Linked DNA regions of Zea mays: region 2 is linked to region 1. A link is a contact called in public Hi-C data. All regions are on one chromosome and are shown on one strand. Each heading gives the region's core, a stretch centred on a gene start, on an enhancer-like site or on the middle of the called end of the contact. The rest is flanking DNA. Distances are from core to core; before and after follow the strand shown.

Evidence for each region. Hi-C and Micro-C count contacts between places; a contact is called where the count stands out from the background.
Region 2: a contact with region 1 is called in a Hi-C map of leaf, with 4 times the contacts expected there. The contact joins two enhancer-like sites. A contact is called at or near these places in 5 of 25 Hi-C or Micro-C datasets (ear, leaf, seedling and 1 more).

The regions. Positions count from the first base shown.
Region 1 is chr1:60,592,290-60,595,613 of Zm-B73-REFERENCE-NAM-5.0, reverse strand. LOC103634945 (chromatin-remodeling ATPase INO80) reads right to left here. Exons shown (of 22, transcript XM_020546378.2): 22 at 1,458-2,334. The coding sequence ends at 2,062. Among protein-coding and RNA genes, the nearest start is that of LOC103634945, 19 kb to the right of the region's middle. Within about 2 kb of position 1,798, at least 12 of the 20 cell types and tissues checked have an H3K27ac peak or open chromatin away from gene starts, as enhancers often do. A contact at or near this core is called in ear and leaf, where this site is marked.
Region 2 is chr1:60,774,038-60,777,361 of Zm-B73-REFERENCE-NAM-5.0, reverse strand. It overlaps the pseudogene LOC109941143. Among protein-coding and RNA genes, the nearest start is that of LOC109943626, 41 kb to the right of the region's middle. Within about 2 kb of position 1,636, at least 15 of the 20 cell types and tissues checked have an H3K27ac peak or open chromatin away from gene starts, as enhancers often do. A contact at or near this core is called in ear and leaf, where this site is marked.

The DNA of each region.
Region 1 (3,324 bases), core at 549-3,048:
TATATAGCTAGATTGCTGGAACAATGTAACGAAGCCCAATGCATTAGCCATATAGCGAGTTTAGAGCATCTCAAGTAGTTCCTAAAAGTTCCTAAATTTAATTTAGGATGTTATTAACCAAAATTAATGCTCCAACAATTCTTTAAATTCTTTAAATAAGGTCCCAAAATATATTAGCTTTCTAAATATCTCTATTTATTCCCTAGACTTAGGGAGTTGTTTGACACTCTCAATGGTCTATTTCGCGTGTTAAACGCAGTATAAAATCCATTGTCTGCCATCGATGCACTTTGAATAATTCAAGCTACGAAAAAATGATTTCATTTTCCTTGTTTGACAAGTCTAAATTTGACCCATCCAAAAAATTAGATAAAAACGACCGACCATGACTCATAATAACGAAAAATGGTAATCAAGAGAAGAATAATGATTATTGAACTTTGTCATACAAATGAACCAAATTTTAAGCTGCAAGTAATAATTAGAAAAGCCAAAAAAATATTTAACAACCTAAGAATTGGAAATGGTTGGAGACTAGAGTTCTTTTTGCTCCCTATATATATTTAGCAACTTGGTAAATCTAAGTTTAGGACCATTTTTAAGAACTAATGGAGATGTTCTTACTGGAACAAACTAAAGATGGCAACGTGGACCAATTACCCGTTACCTGGTGGGTAATTACTCTATTAGGGAACGGGTTTAGTCGTAATTTTATATCTACGAGTTTGTTAATGAGAAAAAAAAGACCCAATGCAACGTGTACGAGTAAGTACTCATTAAACTCGTACACGTGTACCTATGGGTATAAAATACCCAGAATATAGCCAACAATTCTCTAAATTTTTATTCTAACTTAATGATTTATCTTGGGCTCCTGGCTCCTGAGTACTACACGCTACATGGGTCTTAAGACACATGACATCAATAGATAGACAACCATCTAAAACAGTAAAGCACGTCCAAGACTCCAAGCTTCTGCGATGCGACTATTCGTTAATGTGCAATTCAAGCGACCAAACCGCACGCAGGCATGTGGCAATATTCGCACCTGGAAGATGGAAGGCCGGACGTTGTCACTCAACGCTCATCATTCGCCATAAACTAAGTTGAACGGATAGACGCAACTCCAGCACTCTAGACGGATATGGGTATCCGTCACGTATAGAATACCTGACGGATCTCGATATACGTGTGGAATTGTACCTATGTATAGGTACGGGTATTAGCTAGAGTAGAAAGTTTTTAGTTTAACAGGCCAGTCCTGGAGTAGTAAAATCCGGCGAATCTTCAGTCGTTGCCATCTTTAGAACAAACTAAAACCGAGTAGGTCCCATTGGGCATTAGCCATATATTGAGTTTATTGGAGATGTGCTTTTATTCGGGCGGTGCTTCTACGGGCTAATAGACGTGGGCTTGTTTGAATGATGGCGTGAAATTTTTGCATGACAAATCTGTCGTTCGACAAAAACAAACTATTTAGAGGGTGTTTGACAGCTGTGTTCCAAAAGTCGAAAATTAAATTTATACTGCAGCTCCCAAAACTACTTTACAACTCTGAAGTTAGGATTGAGCCATACCAAACGCCCCCCTTAAAATACATTACAACATCACGGCAGCTATTTTCCAGCCGTGTTCCATTGCTTTAATTATCAACACCAAAACTATCGCCAATACAGATATAGCTACCCTCTTTACGCGAAACTATTTCTGTGTGTGCTGGTCATGGACCCTCCACCTCCTCCATTATGGTCACAGCCAGCACAACGAATACTGCAGATGTGGACTGCATGTTAACCTCTGGAGGATATAGCCCTCGCCTCTAAAAGGCAACACCCTCTCCCTCTGTCAGCTTATTGCTACGGACCACCGCACTGACGGCCTAATCACCTGATTTCGCTGATTTTAGTATGGGAGGTGTGTGGTTAAATAATCTGTGTGCTTCCCATGTCTGTACCATGTAGAAGGCTCCTGATCTACACACCTCTGATGCCCAAGCTCAGCATAGTAAATTACTCGTCTTGCCATGTATCATCCTCGGTTCTCGTTTATATGTCAAGTGGATCAGGCTGCAGTGCCGTCTTGAACCTCTTCTGTACCATCATAATCATGGGCTCTGTGATTTTCTGCCGGTTCCTCATCACCTGCAGCAGCCGCTAGTTCCTTATCAGTAATGCTCTTCATCAGCCTTTTTGATCTTTTAGGCCTTGGTTCGCCGATCTGTTCATTTTCTGTGTGAATACTCCCCGGGTGATCACCTCCCACATCGGGCTCTCCATTCTTGTCCGTACTGTCATTGTCATGAGTATTCGTATGCTTCTTGTGGGAGCTCTTTTTCTGGAAATATTTTTTAAGAAAATTAATTAGCAAGGCTTCTTAAAAAATATCAAGTTGGATAGACAAGGTGGCAAGAGAACATATAAAAACAATTTTGAGCATAACTGTTTTGCACCCTACGAGTAACCAATACAAAAGGTCTCAACTCTCGAGCATCAAATTAAAAGGTCTCAACTCTCAAGAGCAACAAATAGAACGGCAATTTTGATTGCAAGATGAGGCACCCGAATATGACGTCAAAATGCATAGTGGCTCACGAAGGCAAATGCAAGAAATTCATAGTAGCAGAGAATTCTCAAGCCCGATCATTTCTGTTTGGTGCTCTCAATTTGCACTGATATTGCACAAATACAGCAGTCATAGTATTAGTCATCATATATGGACTAAAATGCAAGTCAAGTTCAACCAATATAGCCCAAATCGAAACCCCATATAAGGTTTAAATAGGTGCTTAAATTAAGTTCAATCCATTGAGGCCGGTCTCTTTCAGGTTCGCTACTTGTCGCGCGTCCTTGACTCTCCTACATTAGAGTTCAGCGGCCTCTCAAGTATGGTGGTCTGGAAGTGCATGACCGCGAACGGTTCGGCTGGGCACTGCGTATTAGATGGCTGTGGTTACAAAAGACAGACAACTCACGACCTTGGGTACCTTGGGTCGGGCTGCCCATCCATGTACCAAAGAAGCCTCATGCTCTCTTCGATGCGGTGGTTACCACCTTGGTTGGCAATGGGGAAAATACAAAATTCTGGGCTGACAGATGGCTGCAAGGGAAAACTGTTGTGGAATTGTCTCCTAACCTTTTCAGTTCAGTACATAAAAGAACCGTGCAGCGGCGTACAGTGAGCCAGGCACTTGTGAACAGATCTTGGGTGGAGGACATAGAAGGAGCACAAACAGTTCAGGTCCTTGCTGAATATCTCGTTGATGGTATGGTGTTGCAGCCAGGAGTCCCTGACCGACAAATTTGGAAATTATCATCTAATGGAACA
Region 2 (3,324 bases), core at 387-2,886, 180 kb before region 1:
GGCAGAGGTTGCGGAACTGTGTTTCCAGGAGAAGGGCATGAGACTCCTTCTGGTCGAGGAATTCGTCCTCAAGGTAGCACCACGCCTCGCGTGCGTGGCGTGGGCGGATCATGAGCGACTGCTGGAGGTCGCCGGAGACGGTGGTGAAGATCCATGACAAGACGACGCAATCCGTCTAGACCCAAACGGGGCGATCGGGATGTGTCGCGTCCTCGAGGACGTGCGGGGTAAGGGCGTACTTGCCGAGCACGGTGAGGAATATGCCGCGCCATTTGGTGTAGGTGTTGGTAGCCTTGTCGAGGATGATGGGGATCATCGCCTTGACGTTGACGACGGTGGTGGCTTGTGTCCAGATAGCCTCATGGGCTGCTTCAAAATTGCTGAGGGCTGCAGCGCGGAGGCGTGCCGCTTCGGTACGGCGCTCGGCCTCGGCGCGGACTTCGGCTTCCTGAGCCGCCGCCGCGGCGGCAGTCGCGTCGGCGTCGTCCGCCACGAAATCCCCGGTGAGCAGAATAGGCGGAGTTCAAACGCCAACGGAGCAGCGGCGGCGCAGCGGTGGAGACGCTCGGATGAGACGCGCTCGCGCGCAGACAGCACAGCATGCGGCTGCGCGCTCGGTTGAGGACGCGCCTGGACGTCCTGCGCGCGATGGAAGCAGGGGCAGCGGCGGCCGGGAGTCCTGGGCGGCTGGGCGCTCGGATGAGACTTGCTCGCGCGCAGACGACACGGGACGGACGCGGCCGGGAGTCCTGCGCGGCGTATAGCGGACGCAGGAACAGATCAGCAGCGCGGGCGATGAGACCGGCGACACCCAGCGACGTGTGGTCAGCGACGGTGGTGGCGATCGGATCGGCGGCGGGCGCTGGTTAGGGTTGCGGAAGCGTAGCGGATCGGAACCGCGATAGATACCATGTAAGTATGTGAATGATTGATTGTATTTCAATACTGGGAATAGGAGTACATATATACAGCGCACAGGTAGCATGCAAGGCAACCGTAGATAGCGCAATTACATCCACAAATCAAGGCCTGATTACATCATGCTAACACCTAACATGGCATCGGTGAAAATTTTCGGGGACTTTTGTGCCACTGCAGTCAAATTTGAAGGTGACAGTTTCTGACTGAAGGATGAAAAAGACCACATCGCCCTTTGCTTAGTTCACATTGAAAATTTGCGTAAGTTCCTTCCATGCCACTCAGTCGTATTGGCTAAGTATTAAATCTTTTTAAAAAGTTCTTTTGGACTTGATCTCCCCGTATGGTTGACGGCATCCGATCACTGCTATGCGCGAGTTTATATAATATATATAATAAACCCAAAAATGCTCTAAATTTTGATGGTTTGATAACACGTGTTCTCAAGAAGAAAGGTGAACAAACATGGATATTCATATTCGTGTTATGGAATTTCACGTGTGTGCTTGGGCGTGGCAATGGCACGTACGGCGAGCTTGGAGACGACAGTGTCGTGTCATGTGTGTGCTTGGCGGGTACCAGCAGTGGGGCGCCGGCGTGGGCGCACAGCGGCCGCGCACACAGCCAGCTGCGGCTATCGGGTACGCGAGGTGCATGTAGGGCAAAGGTGACGTGCATGCGAGGTGCGACGACGGCAGCAGCGCACGCATGCACGTGGTCGGCCCACCACCAATCGAGTCGTCCATCTCGTCTCGGCAGCTAGCAAGACGCATCTATGGTCGAGGTGTGGTGGCCGTTCGCCGAGCTACTGCCGCACGTCGCCGAGCCGTCGCCGTCCCGCTTCGAGCCGAGCTCCTCTCGTCGGTCGGTGCCTGTAGGCTACACTGCATGCAATATTCCATTGGTCCATGAATGAATTAACATTTCTCGCTCCGTATTTTGTACGTATTATTTTATAATCTTTCCTCGGTTATTTAGAAAAATCTAGCTGTCGTGCATGATAGAACGCACGCACGTCACGTTGGTGATTTGTCATGATAGCGTGCATGCTGGTTTACGCCTCCGTACGTGAGCACCCAACTGCTGCTAGATCGTCTCGTTTAATAACTCTATGTACAATGCTAAATAAACGCTTGGAATGGTATAGAAGGAAATCAAAAATTCTAACGCCACATGAACCAAGGGCAATATGGTCTTTTCAAGCTTTGGTGAGTTGCCGTCAACCCAAAATCTAACGGTAATGGCATAAAGGGCATGGGAAAATTTTGTTAGTGGTATGTTAGGCGTCACAAGTTTTTTAATGGTATATATGGAATTTCAATTTTTGTCAGTGGCCGATAGAGAATTGACTCTTGCTTTTTTATTTGGTTCGTGGAATAGAATGAGTTGATTCATCACCACATCATTCATCATAGTTAGTTAGTTAATACTAATACGAGGAATGAGATCATCCCACCAAATTTGTGGGTGTTTGGTTTGAGTAATAAGCTAGCTAGTCCATCATCTTCTCACTACTTATTTTTTGTTTGGTTTGTGTAATGGAATAAGTTGATTGATCACCACCGCATTTCTCATAGTTAGTTAGTTGGTACTATTATGAGTAATTGAGTCATCCCACCAAATTTGAGAAATAAATCTATGATGCACCATCTTATTTTAGATTAAGTGATTTCTCAAAACAAACACCCCTTGAGGAATGGACTCATGAAGTGATTTCTCAAAATAAACACACTCTTAACAATCTAGTCCACCATGCATGGGACATCAATTAGTGACATGCCTAACTAAAATATGAGCATGTGACCATGTGCTACACAAACAAGAACTTGACATCACGAGCTGGCATATGCTTGAACAGAATTATTGCATCTTCTATATGTTATATAATTCAACATGGCACCTGTGCTCACTGGATAATTGTGATAAAGCTAACTGCATTGCTGCTAATAATCTGGAGATCATGCCATGTGGAATATAATCTTGATTGTGCTGTTTAAGTATTTTTAAAAAATGACTGGCACATACCTCGAACATTCAAAGTTCTTATCTAGTAGGCGTTGAAGCAGTAAATGCTTCATCTAGTTCTGTGTGTGTTCTGCTGTTCAGAGGTCAATGCCCTTCTTAAGGCAGTATACGCTTTTCGCAAACCATTTAATTTCAGTAGCTCGTAAGAATGTCTTGGGAAGGTCATGTAAAGAAACTGTCTAATATGATCCAAATGTAGCATGCTGCTGAAGATGACAAGGATTTAAGCTGGGATATCGAGGATGATGATAACAATACTTGAATGCCAATGGTGGTATGAAAGTGTCAATTGCATTTTTGCATGTCTTACCTTTCATTACTCGCGCAAGTTATTGTGATTTGGACAATATTGACTGGTTAGCCTTATGCTATGGACATGTG